Regions from separate parts of the Mus musculus genome. Here region 1 is linked to region 2. A link is a contact called in public HiChIP or PLAC-seq data. All regions are on one chromosome and are shown on one strand. The core of a region is the stretch at or near the end of the contact, and the rest is flanking DNA. Distances in the headings are between cores, read along the strand shown. Region 1 holds the start of 4933406I18Rik (RIKEN cDNA 4933406I18 gene). Region 2 overlaps 4933406I18Rik (RIKEN cDNA 4933406I18 gene).

The links. HiChIP or PLAC-seq counts read pairs in DNA pulled down with a chosen protein or histone mark.
Region 1: a contact with region 2 is called in an H3K27ac HiChIP or PLAC-seq map of microglia, with 4 times the contacts expected there. The contact joins the promoter of 4933406I18Rik here to the enhancer-like site in region 2. A contact is called at or near these places in 2 of 39 promoter capture datasets (liver and pre-B cells), 3 of 484 Hi-C or Micro-C datasets (B cells, macrophages and peritoneal macrophages), 7 of 115 datasets of contacts at active chromatin or transcription factors (the 230-238 cell line, the SCID.adh cell line, embryonic stem cells and 3 more) and 3 of 9 other capture datasets (adipose tissue, liver and pancreatic islet).

The regions. Positions count from the first base shown.
Region 1 is chr7:114,411,501-114,417,223 of GRCm38.p6, forward strand. 4933406I18Rik (RIKEN cDNA 4933406I18 gene) reads right to left here and starts at 3,661. Exons shown (of 4, transcript NR_029437.1): 1 at 3,363-3,661. It overlaps Pde3b (phosphodiesterase 3B, cGMP-inhibited), which reads left to right and starts at 3,754. Exons shown (of 16, transcript NM_011055.2): 1 at 3,754-4,962. The coding sequence starts at 4,051.
Region 2 is chr7:114,343,539-114,349,414 of GRCm38.p6, forward strand. All of the region lies in intron 1 of 4933406I18Rik (RIKEN cDNA 4933406I18 gene), which reads right to left. Among named protein-coding and RNA genes, the nearest start is that of 4933406I18Rik, 69 kb to the right of the region's middle. Within about 2 kb of position 3,648, at least 13 of the 459 cell types and tissues checked have an H3K27ac peak or open chromatin away from gene starts, as enhancers often do. A contact at or near this core is called in microglia and pro-B cells, where this site is marked.

The DNA.
Region 1 (5,723 bases), core at 2,411-4,910, 68 kb after region 2:
TCTTGCTCTCTTGCTTCTTACACTCCTGCTCCTGAAGATGTAAGCAATAAAGTTTTGCCGCAGAAGATTCTGGTCTGTTGCGTCTTTCCTGGCCGGTCGTGAGAACGCGTCTAATAACAGCTGGAGCCATGGATCCTTCATATATACTCTTTGGTTGGTAGTTTAGTCCCTGGGAGCTTTTGGGGGGAGACTTTGCCAGTAAGCACTTCTTGGCATCAGCAATTGTGTCGGGTTTTTAATACTGTTCCTACTGTATGTTATCACTTTCAACTATGATTTTCAAATATTCTCTTTGCAAGGCCTCTTAAACATTTCATAATTTCTTCTCTCCTTCTCTCCTTCTCTCCTGTTTTCCCATTCCTCCCACTTTCCTCCTTCCTTTCCCTTCTTTTGGTGTTTTGCATTAGGGTCTTCCCATATAGCCTAGGTTGCCCTAGAACTCTTGCCTCAGCCTCCTGAATGCTAGGATAACTTTCATGTACCACCATGCCTGACTTCTCTTAGCTGTCAGATTCTCAGTTGTCTTCTGTTTGAGAATAAAGATGAGAGTCCCATGCCTTGCTTAGTTTTATGTCCTATTTTCTTCTACTTACAAGGTTCCATAATTGTAAGGAAGCATAGGTTCAGCAGCCAAGATTCGTTGAAAACAATGTGATTTTTGAAAGAAATTTCTGAGAATATTGCTCTAGAAATGGATTTTCTTTACTTCTGGATTTAAGAGTTAGGAAAAAAATCCTACCTCCCCCAAACAGTTGAAAATACAAGTCAAAAGGGTGGGGAATGAGTTACTAGAAGGTATGATGAGAGGGAAAATGGTTGAGACTAAGCATGAGATCTCTTTGTCTTTTGGCTTTACTAAGAACCATTTTTGATGCATCAATGACTAGCACCAGAGAGTTCAGATGCAGAAGGTATTTTAACAGTTGGATAGACCCTAGTGCTGGGATATTTTAAATGGTGCTATAAGGGAAACAATGGCTTGTAGTGAGATAACATCTGTCAATGATAAAAGTGTTCTTAGGCACTTAATTAGTTTTTAGGGTAAGTTTTAGGCCCTGAGAATGAAAAGAGCAGGACGGGTTCCTCCAGACTTAATGGAAATATTAGTGGCTTATTCGTATAGGTTCTCCCTTAAGGGATACAGAACAGAATTCTTACCCTTTGATTAAACTACAAGTGGCAACTCTGGGTATTTGGAACTTGACAAAGACCCCGTTATTAAAAAAATATAATATGGTAGGGGGATGCATTGCTTCAGAATGAGCAGTAAGCACCAGGATTCCATGCCATTGATTAAACTTAAAAGGGAAGATAGAGACAAGAATCAAGGCCAACTTGGGTAAAATAAGGCTGGGATAGAGTGCTAAGAGAAGTTAAGTGTATATATTAGGTCTCTGTCACAACATATAACAGTCATATGTTCTTGAACTTGAAGATGAGAACTAAGGAAATCTATTAGTTGTTTAAGTTTGGTAGAAGAATAATTAATTTGCCCTCTAAGAAATGCAGCCTAGTAATCTTTGACAGAGACTATAAATAGAGAAGGGAGTTATTATAAACATAGCTAGCTCATTCTTTTTGTTAAGTAAACTTCTGATTGTCTTGTCACAATCCTTACATTTTATTTCAGAATCCTCAGGCCCTGGGTTGGTGTACAGAGGGATGTGTTCTGTCTATGGGCTTTTGAGAAAGTCAGACTTTTAGACCTACAAAAATCTTGACAACAGCTAAAAGATGTTTAAAGAACTGCTAAGCAAAGCAGATTTATAAAAGTGGCTTTGAATTCTATTTTCCAGGCAATAATCCTTTGTACAGTCCTCTTCATTTATGAACAATGAAATTTTGGTTACTTTGTGGGGGTGCACAAATAATTCAAAAGTTGCTTGTATCAATTTGAAAAATGAATCCTAAAGATACCTCTATGGTTTTGGCATACAGACACTGTAGCTTTTTAAAACCACTAATAGTCTAGCCCACTAATCTTTTCATTAACATGTCTATTTTATCTCAGATGACAAGCTCAGATTTAAAAATAACAATACAATAACTTTAACTTGTTTTATAAGTTTTTATTTTAAAACAATGACCTAAAATGGTATTTTAGTAATGGTGATGCTTGTTTTGTCATGCCCTTCTATATGAACTCAAAATATGTAGGTCAAGTTTCCTATTTAGTCTTCAATTGATTCTGTGTGTGTGTTTGGGGGGTGTGTGGTCTGTGATGATTTTATGTACAGGATTTAAAAGATACTTGTTGAGTTTAGCTAAAATGAGTTTCCTCTTTTCATGTCTAGTGGAAAAAAAGATTCAGTGAATTTTTATCATTTAGGACATTTGGGTAACCATTTGAACACTCCATTAAATATTTTTTCTTTATCTAACACATAAAAAAGCCAAGGAAATTCTGGTCTTTTCCCACATTTGTCAAATTCTTGTGTTAATTCTTCAGTGATTTCTATTATGTGTGTGAATTATGACTATATATGAAAATGGTCTGCTTTAGGTCATGGCTATGGGCTTAGATTAATTGGTGAAAAATAGGTCTGTTTGTGGGATTTACCACACAGTAAGGTTTCTCATCTCCCTGGAAAAATGTGGAATTAGCTTTTTAAGAAAAGCAGGCCTGTCATGAGGTTGAAGGGAGTTTCAGTGGAGGGAAACAGTTTACACTTTCTAAGGCAGTTATGACTGGTTGGATTCCAGGGCAATCCCTTTCATTCAGCAAAGTTCTTTTCTCCAACCTTTACGTCTGTCTTTGCTAATATCACTTCTACTTTTGTCTTTCCTAGTGTACCAGTTTCACAGGTCTTTCACAGAAAACATAATTGGCTTCTTTCAAGGCCAACCCCATTCAAGTTGATAGTGGTATTAGGACTGTGGGACTCCCTTCCCTCCTTTCCCCAAAGAACACACCCCACAAAACACACCGTTGCACAGAACAAGTCTCTCACTTGGAAAGAACCTTTGGGACAGCAGGTCTATGTGAAACAGTGCATGTCTGGCAAGGATGCTAATCACAGGACTGGATATTAGTTCTTAGCCTCACTGAAAAGGGTTCTTCAGCAAGACGTGCTCGCTATCAGAGTGCACTCTCCAGGGGTCCTCCTCCCTTGAGCCCCTGAAGGGATTCAAGGCCTGCTGCTGGGCCCCAAATCTCCCTTGCCCTGGAAGCCAGATGTGACTGACAGTGTTGAGTTTCTTCATTCTGGTCTGGCCTCAGTGTTGGCTGAGCCTCCAGCTTCATGTCTCCATTCACAGTCTGAGGGCACACCATGAGCTCTCACCTCACTAGGCACTGCCCTTGGGGTCCATGTCTCCCCAAGACCTCGCAGTGACCTGAGTGGGTCTTGTATGTGACTTACCTCAAAGGGGACTGTGCTTCGGGGCGTCTCAGGACTGTGATCAGTCCCTCCCATCTGCCAAAGAGCTCGCCGCTCTGTGGCAGTCCGGGGGGTAGGGGTTCCGACTTCAGCAGTGGAGCTCTCGGTGGCCCGCGCGCGCTCCCCGAGGGGTCCAAGTCTGGCAGCCTGACGCGACGGCTGTCTCACTGGAGCGACCAGCCGGGCCGTGGGCGCGCGCTCCCCCGCGGGGTCCCGGATGCGCATCCTGACGCGGGCCGCGGCCGCCCCAGTGGCGACCGGCCGAGCTACGGGAGCGCGCGGGGCCGCCGGCGGGGCGCGCGCCCGGCAGGGGCAGCCGCGGGGGAGGAGCGCCCGATCGCGCGCCCAACGGACCAGGCTGCGGCCGTGAGGTAACTGTTGCAGCGCGCGGGAGCTGGGAGGCGACGCCGCCGTCTCCCGTCCCGAGCCGCGCTTGAGGGAAAAGGGAAGAGGCGTCCGCGGCGGTCCCGGGACACCAAGAAGCCCTTCTCGCCGCTCTCAGTGGCCGGCATGAGGCGGACGCCGCCGCCCCTCAGCCCGCGCGCCGGGGATCCCGGCCGGTGGCGGCGGCGGGCGCAGCCGTGACCGCTCTGCGAAGCTCGGGGCGCCCAGAACGCGGAGGGCGGCGCGGGGTCGGCAAGCGCCAGCGGCCCCCCGGCGGCCCGGGGCCATGAGGAAAGACGAGCGCGAGCGGGACGCGCCAGCCATGAGGTCCCCGCCGCCGCCGCCAGCCTCGGCCGCCTCGCCCCCCGAGAGCCTGCGCAACGGCTACGTGAAGAGCTGCGTGAGCCCGCTGCGGCAGGACCCTCCGCGCAGCTTCTTCTTCCACCTCTGCCGCTTCTGCAACGTGGAGCCGCCGGCGGCCTCGCTCCGCGCCGGGGCACGCCTCTCGCTCGGCGTCCTGGCCGCCTTTGTCCTGGCCGCGCTGCTGGGCGCGAGGCCCGAGCGCTGGGCGGCCGCGGCAGCCGGGCTCCGGACGCTGCTGAGCGCCTGCTCGCTCAGCCTCAGCCCGCTCTTCAGCATCGCCTGTGCCTTCTTCTTCCTCACCTGTTTCCTGACGCGCGCGCAGCGCGGCCCGGGCCGCGGCGCCGGCTCCTGGTGGCTGCTGGCGCTGCCCGCCTGCTGCTACCTGGGCGACTTCGCGGCGTGGCAGTGGTGGTCGTGGCTGCGTGGGGAGCCGGCGGCGGCGGGCCGGCTCTGCCTGGTGCTGAGCTGCGTGGGGCTGCTGACGCTCGCGCCCCGCGTGAGGCTGCGGCACGGCGTCCTGGTGCTGCTCTTCGCCGGCCTGGTGTGGTGGGTGTCCTTCTCCGGCCTCGGGGCTCTGCCGCCCGCGCTCAGGCCTCTGCTGTCGTGCCTGGTCGGGGGCGCGGGATGCCTGCTAGCCCTGGGCTTGGACCACTTCTTTCACGTCCGGGGAGCCTCCCCTCCGCCGCGCTCGGCGAGTACCGCGGAGGAAAAAGTGCCTGTGATCAGACCCCGGAGGAGGTCCAGCTGCGTGTCGCTGGGAGAAAGCGCAGCCGGTTACTATGGCAGTGGCAAGATGTTCAGGAGACCGTCGTTGCCTTGTATTTCCCGAGAACAGGTAGGGTTCTTGGGCGGGCATGGTCTGGGAAGAGGAGCGCGGGGTGGAGGAGAAAGCGGAGCGCGGGTGGACCGCTTGCGTGTCCCCGGCGCAGGAGCGCAGCTGCGAAAGCGCGTGGGCTCGCTCAGAGGAAAGCAAGGGGCAGCAACCTGTGGTCTGCGCTGGAAAGGCTGCCCCAGTATGAGGGGCTCGTCAAAAAACGCAGAAGCCAGTGAGTGGCTTTTTCCCAGTGAGTGAGAATGAAATCATTCACTCTCTGACTTAGCTTCTACATAGGAGGAGAGTTTTCAAGAATGAGGTGACCGACTTGAGGTTTAGTAGATTTCACTGCTTCCACTTTGGACACACTAAGCTCCTACATATAGCATTTGGGTACAGTTTATCCGTTTGCTATTAACATGAGGATGCTTGCCCGGAGTTGACAAGCTGCCTTTAGAATAAAAGTGTGTATGCAGATTTTTTTTTGACAGTTCGGGCTCATTGCAAGTGGTGATGTGGGAGGACAAATGAGTGTTTTCATAGTTCAAAGAACAGAAATGAGCCTTGGAATTTAGACTTGGTTTAGATTAATAGACAGCAGTCTATACTAATACAATTAAAACTGTTTTTTACAGACTACAGACTAACTCATGGGCTTTGTTATTTGGGCTTTGTATTTCTTGCATAATTAGGAGAAAGTTTTAGCAATTTAACCTTTAAACTTAGTAATGTGTGGAAAGATGGCCAAAACATTTCCTCCCCCAACCCCCATAGGCTTTCAT
Region 2 (5,876 bases), core at 2,398-4,897:
TTGTATTTCCCTGATAACTAAAGGATGTTGAACATTTCTTTAGGTGCTTATTGGCCATTCAGTATCCCTCAGTTGAGAATTCTTTGTTTAGCTCTGTACCCCATTTTTAATAGGGTTATTTGGTTCTATGGAGTCCAGCTTCTTGAGTTCTTTGTATATATTGGATATTAGCCCTCTATTGGATGTAGGACTGGTAAAAAGATCTTTTCACAGTCTGGTTTCAGTTTTGTCCTATAGTGTCCTTTGCCTTACAGAAGCTTTGCAGTTTTATGAGGTCCCATTTGTCAATTGTTGATCTTAGAGCATAAGCCATTGGTGTTCTATTCAGGAAAATTTCCCCTGTGCAGATGTGTTTGAGGCTTTCCCCCCACTTTCTCTTCTATTAGATTCAGTGTATCTGGTTTTATGTGGAGGCCCTTGTTCAACTTGGACTTGACATCTTATTCTTTTTTAAATTTTTATGAATTTTAAGTTCTTTTTACCTGCTTGTAATTTTTCTATATTCACTCTCCTTCCTTTAACATTTAAGCACAACTTTAAACATTTCATACCTGCTCATAAGTTTTGCTGCTTTGGATTTTTATCTTGTCTTCTCTCAATCTCTCGTCTCTGTTTAGCACAGACCTTGAGCTGTCACATGCCTGCACATCTCTTCTTTCACCAGGAGAGGCATTTTTGCCTTCCTTGTATAACACATCACTGGGATTTGCTTCTATTTGGTTTTGACTCCTTGTGTCTCCCAGAAGTTGTCTTGAGTCCATGAGGGGGCTGCTCATGCAAGTATTTAGGCAGTGTGAGTTCCCTCAGCTCCAGCCTTCCATGCTTTTAGCCTCCCACCTGACTAGGAATCTGATTTGGGAAGAGCTTGTCTATAGGGCCAAGCTGGTTCTTTTTCTACTCAGACAGGGCTTCTTAAAAGCAGGCTTTCCTATTCTGCAGACTTTTTAAAAAACCTGCTGGTTTTTTGTCTTTTGTTTTGTTTTTATTTATCTCTGTACCAGCAGCTCCTGGCCTCTTCTGCACCTGGCCCTGGCCATTAAATGGAATTAAACTAAGAGCAGCTCTGAGACTTAGAAGCACTTGTTTCCTACATTTGGGTTTGGATTTCTGACTAAGTTCTTGCCTGACAGTCAGTGCCAATATAACTGCACTGCGTCTCACCCAGGACTTTACTAAATTTAAATTCTATGCCCAATGGTGGGCGGCATTTGTAAAAAATATTTTATTATTCTGATTTCCTTTCCATCCTCAGCTCATGGAAAGATGACTTCAAGATTAATTATTATTAAATGTCTTGGCTATAAGCTTTGGCTCATTTCCTGACTAGCTCCCAACTTTTAACCATTTAATCTATTCTTGTCTATCACTTGATTAGTTAGTAACCTCTCCTTCAGTCCCAGCCCCTTTCTTTCTTAGTGTCTCCATGAGTTGACTTACCTGCTGGTTTAAGTCCATCTTCTGTCTTGTTCTGTCTCATCTTGTCTCTCTGGGCTCTTGTAGAGTCTTTCTTTTATCTCTTACTATTCCCCAGAATTATCTTTCTTCCTGCTAGTGTCCCACCTCCTATTCAGCTCATTGGCCATCAACTTTTTTTTTGACAGGTGATGTTTATAAGTTCCCAGGCTGCAATGCTGGTCATTATCATCATCAACCACCACTACTTCCACCACCACCCCCTCTCCTCCCTGGAACAGGGGACAAAAGGGTTACCTACAGTGTCTACTGGCATGCCAGGAAAAGGACCTGTTAAAACTAACTAGACCAAGATCAACACATAGATTTATTATCTGAAGTAGTGCTACAATATGATAGTGCACTTGACCTGTGCTATGTATGTATGCATGCATGTATGTATGTATGCATGCATGTATGTATGTATGTATGTATGTATGTATGTATGTATGGCTTTAAGAAAAAAATTGCTATTTCTATACAAACCATTTGGGAATCATTAGAAATAATCTGGCTATACTAAAAACAAACAAACAAACAAACACCAACTAAAACCAAACAAACAAAAACGAACAGAATTGCAAAGAAGTGGAGGGAACCCTATTCTCATTTTCAGGTTTCTCCTAGATAGTAACTCCGTTAGCCATGATAAGGCCTTTGTTCTTACAGTGTTTCTGCTAATTACTGTTGATTTGCATCATTAATGCATTAACTAAATACAAAAATTCCCATTTGGGTGCCATTAAACTAATGATTATTAGATACCATTATGAACAGGTACCCATCACAGAGTCAAGGATTTGAATCAGGATATAACTCAAGGGGGAATGTGAAGGATGGAGTTATGTTTTTAAGTTTAAATTACTCTGCTGAAGAGGTCTATAGAACAAAAATGCCTCCTATACCATGTAAGCCCTACTCACCCAAGGGCAGATAACTTCCTGTAATGCAGAGGGCTGTTGTTCATGTAAGATAACAAGTTACATGTTTTTACTTCTGTAAACAAGCTTGGTTACACCAACTTCTCAGGATGTGCTTGATCATGCATAGATGGGAAATACAATGGCAGGAAGTATGTCAGGATGTATGCTTGCCCCTGATTGGATAACGATGGGACGTACATCGCCTTGTGGGCACTGCCTTTAGAAGCTTCTGACTAATGTACTTTGAGGCCATACTCTGTAAATCCTGGATATGGACCTGGCCACTATCCATGCATCTGGCCAGTATTTAATAAAACTTGCTTCAAAATTGGCTCAAAAATTGTGATAGTGGTCCTATTCTCACCTGGTGGGATTAACATACACCAGATCTCACACGTATTTTTTTAATAGATAATTTTATTCTGTAAACAAAAATAATCACCTGTCAATTCCTGTGCCCTACTAGTACATATATGGTTGTTTTTCATTACTCTCCATACCATGCACATATATTATAGACATTCCATTTATCTACAGAGTAAAGAGACTTAAGATGTTCTTTGTCCACATGAAAATACTTAGAATGGTTTCTGTCATGCACACTGTCAGTTATTTTTTTTTTTTATTGCTGTGATTAAAATATCCTACTGAAACAACTTAAGGGTGAGAGATCTTGGCTTACAGTTTTAAAAGGTTTCAGTCCAGCATAGAGAATGCAAGAAAGTTTAGCTCATGGCAGCAGGAGTGTGGCTGAGGCTATTCACATGGTGGATCAGGAAGGAGAGAGGCAGGGAAGAAGGGACAGAGGCTGGGTAATAACCTTCAAAGACCCACTCCTACTGCCCTACTTCTGCCAACTGTGCTCTCCTTCCTAAAGGTACTACAGCTTTCCCAAATAGTGCCACAAGCTGGAGAACAAGCATCCCAAACACCGTGGGAGACTCAGATTGAAGCCACAATAAATTACCTATTTTTATTCATTTATAGGTCTATTTTCTGTGGGCCTTAGCATTGCTTTCTGCTCTCTAGCTCCTGTTGTTGCTCCCAACCTCTCCTTTTGAATTTACTAAGTATCTTTGTCAGTCATCTGTGTCATTTGCTAGTTCTTATTTCAATACCAGTGGGAGCATACTCGTGTGACTACTTACTATTGATTGACTCTGATTGGTTCCTGCTCTCCGTTAATTCCACATTCTCCTCTTTTTTGGTCCTTGACCTATCAAAGCAGTGAGAAGTACCTTGAGGAGCCTGGCAGCAACAGCAGGAAGAGAGGAAGTGGGTACTTCTTACTCTCTCTCCTTTTCTGCTTCCTGTAGAGTATGGTCTCTTGAGTAGTTCCTCTGTAGTTTTGCTTTGTCTATTCAACGGGGACACCTTCTTCTCCCAGTGTCAACCATGCAACAAGAGGAATGACTTCCTGATTTCATTAATCTGTAGATTACTTCATTGTTTCAGATTTGGATTTTTTTCCACTTATGCCCCCGCCCCACCCCCCTCACTCCGGCCCCCTGCTTGCTCCAGCCCCACTTGCTCCAGCTATTTATTTATTTATTTGATATTTTCTTTATTTACATTTCAAATGTTATCCCCTTTCTTGGTCCCCCCTTCCTGGGACTCCCCTATCCTACCCTCTCCCCCTGCTTATATGAGTGTGTTCCTTTACCCACCTACCCACCCACCCACCCACTCTTGCATCCCTAACTTCTATTTCCCTACACTGGGGCATCTATAGAGCCTTCATAGAACCAAGGACCTTTCCTCCCATTGATGCCTGACAAGGCAATCCTCTGCTACATATACAGCTGGAGCCATGTGTACTCCTTGGTATATGAGTACAGCATTGGTCTCTTCAGGCACCAGAAGAGGGCATCAGATCCCATTACAGATGGTTGTGAGCCACCATGTGGTTGCTGGGAATTGAACTCAGAACCTCTGGAAGAGCAGTCAGTGCTCTTAACCGCTGAGCCATCTCTCCAGTCCTAGATTTGGATTCTTAATGTTTCCCTTCATCTATAGAGAAAAAAGTAATTCCTGATAGACCTGTTTTTTGTTTTTTGTTTTTGTTTTTGTTTTTCTGGCTAGATTTTGGTTGTACCATGAATAGTGAAAAGAGCCCAGGCTCAAAAGCTGGAGGGATCTCAGTTTAAATGCCGTCTAAAGTCTATCTTCATACATTATTTCCACTGTCTAGAACATAGAAAGTGCTTAATAACCATTTGTTTGGTAAATGAGTGAATGAATGGCTGATCCCAGCCTGTGTTTACTCTGGTCAGGGTAAAATTTCTTTCTTAGAAATGCCCTTCTATGGTTCCCATTTAGACCATCCCAGTCATGATCTCTAACATTATGCTACATTCTCCCACAGTAGTCATCATAATCTGAAATGGTTCAACTTGCTTCTTCTCTGCTTATCATTTGTCTCCTCTCTCTACCATCATATTGCATGTCCAGGATGCTTGGGATCTTGGTAGATACCTAGTAAATATGTTAAATGAATGAATGTACAAAGCACTCTCATGGATACATACACATCTTGTGGTAACTCCAAGTAAGTAGTAAATATTATTAGCTTCACCTTTTCCTAAATAAGAAACAGGTTTATGGAGCCTGTACAGTTGCAAAATGATAGAATCTAGATTTGAAACAGATCCTTTGCCGGGCGTGGTGGCGTATGCCTTTAATCCTAGCACTCGGGAGGCAGAGGCAGGCGGATTTCTGAGTTCGAGGCCAGCCTGGTCTACAAAGTGAGTTCCAGGACAGCCAGGGCTATACAGAGAAACCCTTTCTTGAAAAAACCAAAAAAAAAAAAAAAAAAAAAAAAAAAAAAAAAAAAAAAAAGAAACAGATCATTTGATCCTATTAATTCATTATAAATTATTTAATGGTAGGACTCCTTAGAGATCTTTACTGTACAAATGACAAGAAAAAGAAAATATTTAACCCTGTTCAAACCTGTATGGCCATTCAGGTTTAACTTTTAAGTCATATTCCTAGAGTATTAGGGGATACAGTTTTAGAAATATTGCCATATTTTTTTTCCTGTCCATTTGATTGGGAAGTTGGTAGAACTTGCATATCCCAAGAGACATGTCTGGCTCCCATAGAGTAATGTGTTCGAATGCTTGGCTAATAGTGAGTGGCCCTATTAGGAGGTGTGGCCTTGTTGGAATAGGTGTGGTCTTGTTGGAGGAAGTGTGTCACTGAGGAGGCAGGTTTTGAGGTCTCATATGCTCAAATTAAGCCTAATGTGGTAGTTTCTTTCCATTGCATGAGGATCAAGATGTAGAACTCTCAGCTCCTTCTCCAGCATCATGTCTGCCTGCATGCCACCATGCTTCTTGCCATGACAATAATGGACTGAATCTCTGAAACTGTAAGCCAGCCCAAATAAATGTTTTTCTTTATAAGAGTTGCTGTGGTTATGGTGTCTCTTCACAGCTATAAAACACAAACAATAACAGTACCCAAGTTAAATAAACACATACATTTTAAATCCAATAT